3 separate regions of the Mus musculus genome follow, and regions 1 and 3 are each linked to region 2. A link is a contact called in public promoter capture Hi-C data. All regions are on one chromosome and are shown on one strand. Each heading gives the region's core, a stretch centred on a gene start, on an enhancer-like site or on the middle of the called end of the contact. The rest is flanking DNA. Distances are from core to core; before and after follow the strand shown. Region 1 holds the start of Zfp644 (zinc finger protein 644). Region 2 holds the start of Fbrsl1 (fibrosin-like 1). Region 3 holds the start of Alkbh2 (alkB homolog 2, alpha-ketoglutarate-dependent dioxygenase).

Evidence for each region. Promoter capture Hi-C pulls out the DNA fragments that hold promoters and counts their contacts.
Region 1: a contact with region 2 is called in a promoter capture Hi-C map of pre-B cells. The contact joins the promoter of Zfp644 here to the promoter of Fbrsl1 in region 2. A contact is called at or near these places in 2 of 39 promoter capture datasets (cranial neural crest and pre-B cells).
Region 3: a contact with region 2 is called in a promoter capture Hi-C map of pre-B cells, with 3 times the contacts expected there. The contact joins the promoter of Alkbh2 here to the promoter of Fbrsl1 in region 2.

The regions. Positions count from the first base shown.
Region 1 is chr5:106,694,072-106,698,750 of GRCm38.p6, reverse strand. It overlaps Zfp644 (zinc finger protein 644), which reads left to right and starts at 1,921. Exons shown (of 10, transcript NM_001363318.1): 1 at 1,921-2,219; 2 at 3,052-3,108.
Region 2 is chr5:110,446,160-110,450,691 of GRCm38.p6, reverse strand. It overlaps Fbrsl1 (fibrosin-like 1), which reads left to right and starts at 2,189. Exons shown (of 19, transcript NM_001142642.1): 1 at 2,189-2,812. The coding sequence starts at 2,525.
Region 3 is chr5:114,124,973-114,129,666 of GRCm38.p6, reverse strand. It overlaps Alkbh2 (alkB homolog 2, alpha-ketoglutarate-dependent dioxygenase), which reads left to right and starts at 1,449. Exons shown (of 4, transcript NM_001359941.1): 1 at 1,449-1,584; 2 at 1,898-2,141; 3 at 3,937-4,135. The coding sequence starts at 1,928.

The sequences.
Region 1 (4,679 bases), core at 672-3,171, 3.8 Mb after region 2:
AGACCTGATGTCATGTCCATCCAGCTCTTACAAGAGTTCTGGAATCTGAACTCCATCTAGTCTTCACACTGAACAGTGCGCTTTGCCCCCTGGGCCATCTCCCCAGTTCAATTAAACTTTAGATATATTTTATAGGAAAGTATTTGCATACTGAGTCTATTTTCTGTTTTATGAGGTTATTTATTCGTTTATTTATTTATTTTTCTCAACAGGATTTCTTTGTGTAGCCCTAGCTATTCTGGAAGTCTCTTTATAGACGAGGCTAGCCTCAAATTAGCAATTCCCCCACCTCCATAGTGCTGGGAATAAAGGTACTCACCACCGTGCCTGACTCTCATGAGAGCTTTTGTTTATAATTTTAAAAGCTTTATGTTTTTAACCTCCCCACTCCCTACTAAGATGAAAGTAGACTCTTTTCTTAGAACTATGGAAACTCATTTATTCAACACTTTATATAATCTGAATACACACACACACACACACAAAGTATCTGGAGATCCCATACATCGATATATTTTATATATCTGAAATGTGCCCTGAAGTATGCAAGGCTTGGTTCCAGGTGATAGGCCTTTGAGTTCTGCAGGTTAACAGACCTGGTGGGTCAGGAGACATGGCTCACTGGCCAAGAGTACCTTATGTGCTTGCTGGGGACTCAGGATCAGGTCCCTTGTGATATTTCCACATGATGGCCTGTCATTTGCAGCTCCAGTTTCAGGTCCTTCCTGAGGCTCATTTGGACTCTGTGGTACCAGGCATGAAGCATGCGGTGCACAGCCATACATTCAAGCAAAACCCAAACTCATGAGATGAGAATAAGTCTCTAAAGTGCATCTCCTCCAAGCAGTTGGCTGAAAATGGACACAGATTTATTTGTTGTGTATCTATCTATTCGTATATATGAAGGAAAGCTTTCATTTTGAAACAGCTCAACAGTCTAATCTCTCTTTGCCACTTTAGGTTGTAATGAACTTGAACAGGTGACAAGAATGCCTGACACACACACAGCATGAACTCTAGTTGTCAGCAGTTACTAGCAAGCGAAATAATTAGAGTGGATAGTGAAATGTTCGTTCTTTGGGATACATTTGCTGCTTCTGAAGGCACCGTTTTTCAGGAAAGATACTCCCATTCTTGACAAATAAATGTAATTATGGTGTATTCCTGTGAATGTTAATAATATCTCGAAGGCTTGGAGGTGCATAGTTCATGATTACTGCTTAACTACTAAAAAACGTTTTAAAGTTTTTCATGAGAAAAAGTTCAGCGAAACCAAAGAATTTAGTAAGGCAGGCCCATCAGAGTATTCTAGAACGTTTAGCTCACCTTCAACAGGTTAGGAACTTGTTGACTCGGTTCAAAAGCAAAGCGAATACCTCTAATTAGTGCGCTGCTTCCCTCAGAAGCCCATGGCTGAATGCTTGTTAAAAGGGAGATTTAGAAGACCCTCTGGGGAATCTATTGATTACCTGAAGAGTTAACCAGCATTTCTGACGTCTCTTTGCATGACTCCAATTTGGACAATCAAGGCATGTTCCTTAGTGCAGAATCTGCCCTTGCAGAGTCCAAGGAACCCAAATCCGGGCCTTCTTTTTGGGTGTCTTGTCTGGGTAACTGAATTTCTATACCTGATGCTTTTGCCACCTGGCCTGTTTAACATCATAAAACCTGTCTGTGCCAGTTCTCCAAGGTAGGCCTGATATATGTTGCTGGTTCTTTCAACAGCTGGAAAAGGGAACAGGTTTTTGGCAAACTAGCGATTGCAGACACCAGAGATGGGCCTATTCCACCTTAAAGGGCCTAGGCATTCCTGGTACTTGGGTCTTGCAGAGTTTGGTCGCCACCATATTTGGAGCGTGCCTACTTTGGGGCGGGAACCTCCTCCGGAGTGGTTAGGTCACCGCTGGGGGAGGTGACCTTGTTTGGTTTTGGCACGGGAGAGCAGCGGTGCAGCGTTGCTGCCGCCCCCCGTGGGTCTGATTGGCACGGGAGCTCCGGCGGCCCGAGAGCACGGGCGCGCCTCGCTGGCTTCCCCCGGCGGCCGGCGGCCAGGCAGAGGCGGGAAAGCCGCGCGCCTGCGCCGTGGGAACCGAGGCCGGAGGCGAGAAGCGGGGAGCGGAGGGGGCCGTTGGAGCCGAGTAGCGTACAGAGCGGCGTGTGACGCGGGGACGCCGCGCGCTCCCAACGTCGCCCCGGTTTGACGCACACGGCACCAAACTGTGAGTTTCGGGGGTCTTATTCGGTCGGATTAGCCCCGGCCCCGGCCGCGTTTCGGACGTCCGGGCTGAGGCGGTGGCGGGACTGAGGGTGGCGGAAGAAGTTGTGGGGGGACCCGGCCCGCGGCGCTCGGGCCCGGGGAGCTACGCCCTAGGCTGGCTCCCAACCCTCGGAAAGGACGCGTTTTGCCGCACAGGCTAAGATGGCGGCTGCTGCCGAGGAGGCGGAGTTGCTGCTGCACAAGGAGCCCGGGCCGCGGGGTCCGGGAGGCGGCGGTCGCGGGGGGCCGCGGAACCTTAGGTGAGCGGCGGCGGCCGCCGCGGGGCGGGACTCGGAGGCGGGCGCGCGGGGCGGGGGGTGCCTTTCCGCTGCGGCGGCGGCGGATCCGGTGGCGGACACAAAGGGGCCGAGCCGGGCTCTGGACTCGGGGGGTTTTGTTTAGTCACATGTAGCGGAGCAGCCAGTGAGCGGTAGGGGGAAGGGGGCCGAGACCCGGAGGTCCGGGGAGCCCTGCGGTCGCCATTGTAACTCCCCGAGTAACGGGGGCGGTCCGAGAGCAGTCAGGCGGCGCCCCGTGCGCGGCTAGGCTACTCTGTCCGGGCCTGTAGCCCCGGCCCTGGAGGTAACTGTCCACACCCCTCCCCTGACTTTGGGACCAGAGCGCATAGCCTTCCCCTTCTTCCCACTGGTCTGCAACATCTTGTGCCGCTAAGTGCCTGAGAAGTAACTCCAAGAGGTAAAAAAAAAAGAAAAAAAAAGAAAAAAAAACACTCGAAGTGTTTGGGTGGCCACGGGGCTTGGTGGGTATCTAGCTAAAGCTTTTTGCCTCTCCAGGTCTGATTCCCTGGCCTTTGTGTCCCTGGGAGCTTAATCTCTGCCAGAGGAAAGCAGGTGTGTGCTCCGTCCACTCCTCCCGAGAACATGAAGATGAGTTGTCCCAGACCCTTCCCCGTGATTGGAAACTTAGGTGGTTTCTTGTTGCGAGACTTCCACAGACGACTCTCGTGTTGGGATCCATCCATGGTTTAGCGACATTAGTGGAAAAGTTCTCTTCAACTGTTAAAATAATACTGACTTAAATGTAGTTGTTATAAAACTTTCGTATTAGCTTTCAAATTTTATGTGATAAAACTCAACGAGGGGATGCCCACGGCTTGTGGCCCTGAAATGATGTTGGTCCTGTTGTGTGCACAAGTTAATTTCCACAGAAGTATCCAAACACCATCACGTGTTGTGGCCAGTCCTGACTGATGCCAAGTTTACTGCATCTGGGAGATGTGTTGGATTTGCCTTAATCGTGTTGTAGTTTAGTTAATTTTGGCCCCACGAAGGAAAGTGTTTCAGAACCTAAACAACTAAAGTTCCCCAGATCAAGAAAACCTGCTTCAGGGCCATGTGTAAGTATCTAGGGAACTAGGTGTCAGCTATACAGCTGTACCTTATTTCCAGTAGGTTTGGTAAGAAAGAAATGGAGATTCTATATTGAAGTTATAATTCAGTGTAGACCTTTAAACTGGTGAAACCTGAGTGCTTGACTGGTACTAATGCAGTTTGTATGTTGCTGTTGAAAATATGGCTGTAAAAAGTTTTAAGTACTTTATATTGTGTTTGCATCATGCATTGTATTTCAAGTAATACTGAAGTGTGAATTCCAAAAGAGCTGGTGCCTTGTATGTGCCATTAATATAATCACATGAAGGAATATTACACCTTTAGATCTTTGAATTTTTTTTTTTTTCTTTTTTTTTTTTCTGAGACAGGGTTTCTCTGTATAGCCCTGGCTGTCCTGGAACTCACTTTGTAGTCCAGGCTGGCCTCGAACTCAGAAATCTGCCTGCCTCTGCCTCCCAAGTGCTGGAGTGCTGGGATCAAAGGCGTGCACCACCACCGCCCAGCTAGATCTTTAAACTTTTTAACATTACTTAAAACTTTAGTTTTCCTCGTTTCTTAGCTTTCTTTCAAATACAGAGAAGTTTTGTATTAGGAGGCAGGAGATATGCTAACAATCAGATGTGTCCCCTGGATCATACAGTATTAGAAAGGAAGATGGCCAAGAGCTACTGTTCTTACTCATGGCCTTAGCCCTGTAGTGAGCGAGTTAATGCTGGGATGGAAGACGGTCTCTAACTCCTACCCTAGTTCTAGTTTTGTTAGCACCTGGTAGTGGTTTTAAAAACAAGGGGCATTACTGAGCATACCCGTTAATTAAAGTGTCATTAGTGAGACCTTCTGAGACAATACATTTAATGTTATGTAATTTTTAGCAGTGCTGCTTATGTATATATTTTGAGCACTTTCCAACACTGACATGACCCAGAAATGTAAAAGTTAAAAACAAGGAACATGCTTGATAACTAATCTTGGAAAGTTGGAGATAATTGCTGTTACTGCTGCGAAAGTCCAAGGAATGTTGAAGGCCACGCTAGTATCTCTCACTTGGTAATGCCATTTTGTTGGATAAA
Region 2 (4,532 bases), core at 940-3,439:
ACACTTGGGTCATCAAAAATGGCCCTCTACATGGAAGCAAATGAGCCCAGTTTACAGCTTAGGCAAATGAAGCGTGTTCCAGCCCCTCTTAGGCCTCCCTCCCTCCCTCCCTGTGTCCTGTGGGAGAGAATCAGTACAGATGTCTTTCCATAGCCTCCTCTAGGGAACAACTGAGCTAGAGTCCCATTCCTCCAGGGAGGCCATGACTAGTCTCTAAGTTGGAAATGAATTAACAGAGTTTTTAATCCCAGGAGAGGTAAGGAAATTGGGAAGAAACCCAGAAAGAAAGGTCCTGGACCTAACCTGGTCTCTGGAGCCCCTGCCTTTCACTGAGGCAATGCATTTGAGAACAAGGGAGAGCTGGTATACTGGCTAGTTTTGTGTCAACTTGACACAGCTGGGGTTATCACAGAGAAAGGAGCTTCAGTTGGGGAAATGCCTCCATGAGATCCAACTGTAAGGCACTTTCTCAATTAGTGATCAAGAGGGAAAGGCCCCTTGTGGGTGGGACCATCCCTGGACTGGTAGTCTTGAGTTCTATAAGAGAGCAGGCTGAGCAAGCCTGAGCAAGCCAGTAAAGAACATCCCTCCATGGCTTCTGCATCAGCTCCTGCTTTCTGACCCGCTTGAGTTCCAGTCCTGACTTCCTTTGGTGATTTAAGTGTAAGCTGAATAAACCCTTTCCTCCCCAACTTGCTTCTTGGTCATGATGTTTGTTCAGGAATAGAAACCCTGACTAAGATAACTGGTAAGCAAGGATACCTTTTATTTCTGTTGAAAACTTCAAAAATCGGGTCTCAGTCGTTGTTCTTGGAGTGGAAAAGGGTTGACCTAGAGTGAAACTCCCCACAAGCTGGGAGTGGGGTGGTCTCAGGAGGAGGTGTCTAAAAGAGAACAGTTAGCAGGAATGAGGAGCTGCCTTGGTTCTGCGTCTTTCCAACAGGGTTCTTTAGCTAGTTAGATGCTAGCTCTGAGTAGTTTTGTAATAAAATCTGGAATGGGAAGAAGAGGGAAGGCTGGCAGGTAGGCTGGCAGGTGTGTTGGTCCCCGTGTTGTTAAGTGAAAGAGCACACTTGTGGATGATAGGCCACGTTCCCAGATGCCCCAAGGGACGTCTTGGCAGAGAGCCTGTGGCCATCTCAGGAGCCAGAAAATGTGCACTTGAGGTCCTGTCCAGGGGCATTCTTCAGTCGTGTCTGCTTCCTTTCAGGGCCTCTGCTGCCCAGATGTAGGCATGGCTCAATGTCACTTTTCACTCAGTGCCCAATGCCCAAGCTGTGACACCTCCCTTCTCTTCATGTCAAATGTTCTCACTGGAGGAATTGCTGAGACTTCGTGCCCAGCTCCAGGGCATCCCAACTGGGGAAGTTGCTGAGGAAACTCACGGTTTTGTCTAGTTTTGTACTTCCTATCGGCGGTCCCCAAGTCCTTGGACTAGTGTAGGCAGGTCTCTAAGGAAAGACTACTTGAGACTGGAGGGTTTGGTTTTCAGGGCGCTACCTAATTTTGCATGGGGACCAGAGTGAAACTGGGCTTGAGGGCTTGCAGGTGGACGATGACGTACGCGCTGCCTCTAGGACTTCAGCACAGTGAGCCCCCAGCACCAACCTACCTACTCTCTCTCACGTGCTTCCACTCAGTTTGCCCCAAGCTACTGTAGGTGCATAGACCCATCACCTCCTACGGGAAGGGCGGAAGGGGAGGCGCTGATCGCCACAAACTCGCTGTAGGTGGCTGGGCAGTACTTGTAGGCGAGCACTAATTGCCTAGTAGGCGTGGTCAACAAGGCGAGGCATGAAGTAGGAGGGATCTGACCATGACTAGGCTCAGCGACCTGCACAGGTGAGCAGGACCGGAAGGCAAGGGCGGGGCTTAAGGAACTGAGAAAGCGTAGACAAGAGAGGTGGAGCCGGGAAGAATGGGGCGTGATCTGACAGGGTCGGGGGGTCGGAATTCTAAAGAGCTGTGCGCAAACGGGTGTGGCCTGTTGCAGGGGCGGAGCAAAGGGAAAGCTTCCCCCCTTTCGGGGGCGGGGCTTAACGTGAAAGGGCGAGGGCCCGCTCAGCGCAGAGCCATTTAGTCCGGAAGGGCGGGGTCAGGGCGGGGCCAGGGTGGGGCGGAGTCGACGGGTCAGCCTCCCCCAGCTGCGCCCGCTTCCTCTGGCACTCCGGCCCGGCGGAAGTGCGTCAGTTGTTATCCGCTCTGGTCGCTGCCACTACTGTGTCTGCCTCACGGTCCCGGTGCTCAGAAGCTCCGCCACCCGCCGCCTTCTGCCGCTGCCCGCCGGTCGCCATGGGCCGTGTCCCTGGGGACCTGGTCTAGGGTCGCCGAGAGACCGCCGCACTCCGATGCGCGGGACCCGGGGTCCTAGCCCGCGCGGCGTCCGGTGCTGAGAGCCCGCGCCCGGCATGCCCGCCCCGGTCCCGAGCCCGCCCCGGCCCCGAGCCCGCGCGGCGCCCTCGCAGCCCGGCGGCACGGCGTAGCAGGCGGTGCGGGGCGCCAAGGTCACCGCCGCGGCGCCGCCATGGAGGCCAAGGTCCGGCCAAGCCGGCGTTCGCGCGCGCAGCGAGATCGCGGCCGGCGTCGGGAAGCCGCCCGGGACGCCCGCGCCCAGAGCCCGTCGTCGGGTGAGGAGCCAGAGCCCAGTCCTGGCAAGGAGAACGCGGGACTCCACGGCGCGCCGCCTCAGCGCCCTACGCCTCTGCGCGCTGCGCGCCCCCCGCGGCGCCGTCGCCGCGAGTCCAGCTCGCAGGAGGAGGAGGTTATTGACGGCTTCGCTATAGCCAGCTTCAGCACCCTGGAGGCCCTGGAGGTAGGTGGGCTGGAAGGCCAGACCCGGGACCAAGGAAACGCATACGTATGCCTCCTGGCCCCGCGCTGCAACCTTGCCAGGAAGAGGACCTGGAGTGAGGGGTGTGTGGGAGGACTTAAACCACGCCACCTAAGCGGGCTTTGCAGCGATCGTTACTTGTTGCCAAGTTATCGCTGCGTCCGGGACCAGCTGGGGATTTGGACATTGTTGGGCCTCGGGGAGGCAGCGACGATAAAATGGACACTTGGGATTCTTCCTGTCCTATGATCTCTTAAGGGTTCTTTGGAGGGAACCGGGAGTCAACTGGCAAACCCTTCTTGGTGATCATTGCATGGGTATAGGTAATAGATTTGCTAAGAATACTACGTGTTTGACTGAGTTGTCGTGCACAGTATTTGCTGAGCAAAGTGTCCTTCCGACCTGAACTCAGGTTAGTAGAAGAGAAGGAAGTGAGAGAAATGGTCAGTGAGTGAGTGAGTAGTCACTGTGTCTCTGGAACTCAAGTGGTTGAAAATGCTGGTCAGGCCTTCAGGGCACTAGCAGAACCTTCAAACCCCTAGCAATGCAGAGATCTCTGTCTGGGTGAAAACTTTGGGGACCACATCTCATCTGCTGGGCTGTGGTCGCAGGGATTACTGCGACCCTATTCACTCTTGCCCTGACTGATACCTGCGATTTCCCAGTTTCAGGCCAAGCTTGAGAAAGGGGAATTGGTCATTGGATATCTAAATGGAGTTTTCCCCAAGTTCATATTCTAACCCTGGGGTCTGCCGGGTCTGTAGAGCTGAGGGTCAGTTGGTGATGGCCACTATGAGTAGCCCTGAGATGGGTTTGTTTGATTCGCATGCAGGGCCGAGTCCCACTTTGTGTTCAGCCCTTGTGTCTTCTGGGGAATATGAGATGAGTTATAGGCCCAAGCCAAAGATCCTAAACTAAGATGATTTTGTGGGGTGTGTTGTATTGTGTCTGGTGCTGATGTGCTAAGAAGACACGAAGGCTTCGGGGTTTCTGCCTTAGTGATGATAATGACACAGCCAGACAGTATGCTAAAGCCCCTACTTTGCAGCCATGGTACCAGAAGTTCCAGATCTGCAATCTCATTTCCTACCTTGCCACACCTGTGTCTGCTAGGCCCAAAAAGAACTCAAAAGAGCCTCCACATCTGTTTAGCCTTCTCCACATTTCTTTTTTTGGCCTCTTTTGGGTCTCAGGCTTTACAGCCTCACCTTAGGTGTTCTGTGTACCTGTGTACTGCTTGGTCCTGTGACACAGTTTTTGGTCTCACCTTCTTCCACACTGTGGAGACTTGACTGGTATTCCTGGGCTTCTGCCCCTCACACTTGTCAATGCGAGGATTGAGCCTGCGGGTTCCCAGTACCCAGAAGGAAACAATCAAGACTCAACATATTAAGGAGTGAATACTTGTGAAGAGAGGAAAGGCCTTTCAGGAAGTCCAGAGCTACTGCCTTAAGGTCACATCACACTGTTGTTAGACCAGCCCATTTGTATCTAAATGGTCAGCTTGTGTTGTATCCAGTTGTATTCTCTGGCCTTTCCCCACCTCTTCTAGGCCACATCTAGAGGGTTGACTTGTACAGTCTCACCAGCTTATCCAGGTTCTGAGAGATTACCCTGCCCCTCCTTACACCTATATAAAAATTTGGTATCTTCATGAGCAGCCTCACCTGAGTTTGGCCTTGGAAAGTACTTGGTTTCTGGA
Region 3 (4,694 bases), core at 200-2,699, 3.7 Mb before region 2:
CTGTTAGGGGCTAGTCTGGGCTACAGCCTCCCAATCTGAACTGACTAGACTCCCAATTTAGCAGTTCTCCAGGCGGTTTGCCTTTCCGCAGCGTCCCGCTAAAATCTTCGCATGCTATGTTATTTTGTCCCTTACCTGGAAAGCTTCAATGCTGGCTTAGGATTCTTCCCTGTAAGATCCTCTTCCCCATCCCCCCCTACTCCCTAGCCTGTCACCCTGCTCACAACTTCCATATTGTACAAAGAAATCTTGTTTATCACATTGCCCCTTTTTTGTTTTCATCTCCAAAATACAACGTGGATAAGACAGGACCTGCTGTGCCCTGCTGGTGTGTGACAGCAGAGAGCACCGTGTGCTCCCATAGGCAGCACTTTAGAGAGATATAACACGTTCCCTCTGGTCGAGGACCAGGGCGTTTTCTCAATGAAGTAAACTCAGCATTCACAGAAAAGTTTGAGCTTGAATATTTATGGTGATTTTTTTTTCTTCTGTGCCACCAGGAGCAAGAAATGACTGTCACAGGTCTTTCCATACCAGCAATGGAAGGAGAAAAACGGTACAAATGTCCTCTATGTTTATACATAGTATATAAATAAAATGGCTGTACTTGAAGCTAAAGATTAAAAAACACAGCTGGGCAGTGGTGGCGCACGCCTTTAATCCCAGCACTTGGGAGACAGAGGCAGATGGATTCCTGAGTCTGAGGCCAGCCTGGTCTACAAAGTGAGTTCCAGGACAGCTGGGACTACACAGAGAAACCCTGTCTCGAAACAAACCACACACACACACACATACAAAGAAAAGAAAAACAAACAAAAACAACCCCCCCAAAAGATTAAAAAACACGGGGGCAGGGGCAGGAGAGATGGCTCAGCGGTTAAGAGCACTGACTGCTCTTCCAGAGGCCCTGAGTTCAATTCTCAGCAACCACGTGGTGGCTCACAACCATCTGTAATGGAATCTTATGCTCTCTTCTGGTGTGTCTGAAGAGAGCAATAGTGTACTCATATAAATAAAATAAAATAAAGATTTTAAAACACGGTTATATCTAAAAGCAGTGTGCTTACAGAAATAAGTCAAACGCAAAAGGCTATACAGCCTCTAATCCATCACATTTATGTGGAATCGTGAAGAAGAGCAAGCAAGGAATAGCTGACAAATTATGTCGGAACCTAAGGGAGGAAGGATTCTATGGGATGGTATAACTGTTCTCCATGTCGACTGTAGTGGTCAGACAATGCTGTGTCTTTGTCAGGAGTGCAGATTCATACACTGCCCTCAAGCCCCCCAGACAGTATGCTGTAGCACACTAGGCTCGTAGACCCCAGAACTGGTCCACAGGCCTAACCTTGCTGAGCCATCAGGTGAAGGCAGCATCCTGCGGTGCGCAGGGAGACCGGCAGGGGGCGCTGTGCCCGGAAGTCCCGCGTAGGCGGGAGGGGCGGGGTGAGGGTTCCTGGGGCTGCGTGTGTCTGTGCAGAGACCTGACCCACCGCTCCGGGCTCTCCGGTGGAGCCCGGTTGCTCGCCCGTGCCAGCCCCTACCCCGCGGGGCCGCAGGGCAGAGGCAACCCTGCTTTTCTGGGTAACTGGGCGAGCCTCATGCCTCTCTGCGCTTGCGTCTTCCCATGTGTAGCCTTTTGGGTTTGGGCAGCCGTTTGCAGCCAAAGCTCTCGAATTCCGAAGAGGACGGACGGGTCTTTAAAAGTACTCCATTCCAGGGCGGGCCTGGGGATGCGTGCCCGGGATTCCTACCGATGGGCGCCTGGGGCGTGAGGACAGCGTGGTTCGGGTCAGCTTGTGCTAGGAAGACTTAAGCTACAGGGCAGGCTCCCCGCCTGGATGATGCCCGCCAGGCACCTCCTAGGAGGTTTAATGCGCTCTTGTTTCCTTTGTAGGACGCGTCTGAGCTGTGAGTGGGCGGCGGGATGGACAAGTTCCTGGTGAGGCCAGACCTCCGCGACCTCCAAGGGGGAGGGGAGGAGCCCGCCCCGACGGGAGGAGCCTCGGGCGACCTGAAGAGCCCGGACTGGCGACACCTTCGCGCGGAAGGTCTGAGCTGTGATTACACCGTCCTATTCGGCAAAGCCGAGGCAGACAAGATTTTCCGAGAGTTGGAGCAAGAAGTGGAGTATTTTACTGGTAGGCGGAGGTCTTACGTGCGTTAGGCTTGTGCGAGGACAGGATGCGCCTTCCCTGGGAGAAGCGTGAACTTCCGGCTGTGACGGATTAGGTCACGGTCTGGGCAGCTCTGGTTAGGTTAGGTTATGGTTTGGCATACGAACTGTCCACGAGGTCTAGAACGAAATTATTTGGCAACTGATTGGAATTACCTGGGAAGTTAAAAAACTAAATAACAAAAAAAGCAAAACAAACCCCCAAACCGAACCATTCTGGGATCTTCGTGATACTGATTCAAAATAGCTGGAGGCGAAGGTTAGGCCTCAGTGGTTTTTGTTTTTTCGAGACAGGGTTTCTCTGTGTTGCCCTGGCTGCCTTGAAACTCACTCTGTAGACCAGGCTGACCTCAAATTCAGAAATCCTCCTGCCTCTGCCTCCCAAGTGCTGGGATTAAAGGCGTGCGCCACCACTGCCTGTCGACACCCTGTTTTGTTTTGTTAAAGACCATAATTAAATAAATGTATGAGATGAGTCAGCAGTTAAGACTAGTTGCTGTCCCAGAGGACCCAAGTTTGGGTCTGAGCACCCACATGGCAGCCCACAATCCTCTGTAACTCCAGTTCCAGCTACTGTGGTGCCCTTGTCCAGCCTTCGAGGGCACAGACATCACAAGCAAGCAAAATAAAATATTTAAATACATAAAATAAAACAAAATTTTAAAAAGGAAGGGGAGAATGATGGCCTCAGGGGCCTTCTCTTAGAAGGATTTGGTTCTGGACCAGGGACAAAGGGAGTGTGTATTTTGTATATCAAAGCAGACCAGGCCTCCAGGTTCTTCCAGCATCCCCCTCCTCCCCCCACACACAAGTCCTTTCCTGACATACCCTGCCCCCAACCCTGTTTCCAGCCCAGGGGTTGAGCAGCCCTTCCCCCAGAGGCTCTTCCCTATATGATCCAGACATTGTGGTCTCTCCTCTTTCTCTTCTCTCTGTACACTCGAGCTCTTTTTCTATTTCTATTTCTCTTCCTCCTCCCCTATGGTGAATTCCCTGGCCAGTGAACTGGCCCCAAGAAACTGCATTTAGTATTATCTAATCTGTCTTGGCCCATTTCACCCGTGGCAGAGAAATAACTTATCACAAGTCACCCATGTTTTGTTTTCAGCAATTTCATGCATGTGTATGATGCATTTTGGCTGTTTTCACACACCCCCGATTCATCACCCTGACTCCTACAGAACCCCTTTGTCCCAAGCCCCTGTGGTGCTCTCATGTTATTTTGTTTTTGTGGCCCGCTGGTTTTAATGCTATTGTGTCCACATGCCTTGTGTGTCTGCACATAGTGTGTCTACATGTCTCATGTGTCTGCACAAGGAAGCCACAGAATCCAGTGGATTTTCAGTATACTCATGTGCATTCCTTCTGCCCCTTGACATAAAGCCCAGCTGGAGACCGCTTCCTCACTGAGACATGGCCTCTCCTGAGTCTGGAACTTGCAGATCCAGTGAGGCCAGCTGGCCAGTGAGCCTCCAGCAGTGGGATTCGAGGCATACTGAGCAATACCTTGTGGTGGACACTTTACCAACTGAGGCATCTCTCTCTTTCGTTGAGACATGCTGGCTTGGAATTTGTGTTCTGTCTACTTCAGCACCAGAGTGAATACTTGGGACAAGCCACAATGATTTAGGGTAAGAGGTTCCCAACATGGCGTTTTACAACGTGAGCAGAGGGAACGTTGTTTCTGCTTCTCCACCTTTGAATGTGCGGAGCTGTCTGCACCCAAGGGTCACTGGTGGAACTCCCGTTCTTCTACGCAGGTGCACTGGCCAAGGTCCAGGTGTTCGGAAAGTGGCACAGTGTTCCCAGGAAGCAGGCGACCTATGGCGATGCTGGCCTCACGTACACGTTTTCTGGTCTTACCCTGACACCAAAGCCCTGGGTTCCTGTTCTAGAGCGTGTTCGAGATCGAGTCTGCGAGGTGACAGGACAGACCTTCAACTTTGTACTCGTGAACAGGTAAGGCTTCCTCCGAGGAAAGCCGTGCTCCTTTGTGACAACCCTTCTATAGTGCACCAGGCTAGACAGGTGGCCGTGCCACTCTTGCAGAGAACCCAAGTTCAGTTCCCAGTCCTGGCTCTGGCAGATCCAACACCTCTGGCTTCCGTGAATAACTGTACTCATGCCCAATTATCTTTTTCTTTTTAAAGAGGGGAGTCTTCACAGAGCTTGTGTGTAGATGTGAGAGGGGTTGGACCTGTTACTGGGAAAGTTAAACATACTGATAGGATTGGGGATAGGGCTGGATTTGGGGTCCAAAGTACTTTGCTGTACGGAGTTGACCTGTGTGCCAGGATGCTCAACACACCCCCAGCCTCAACCCTGTAGGTGCCCGTAGCACCTAGAATGGGTTCCAGTATAGCAGCCAACAGGGCGTCTTGATTCAGCCTGGCTCCGAGGCCTGAGCTAAAGGGGAAGCCATTTCACTTTAGGTGGTGAGAGGGAGGCTCCCAGGGGCTGGGACGGCTGACTTGGTAACTAGCTAGAGAGCCGGAGATACCCAGTGTTCAGAGTAGAG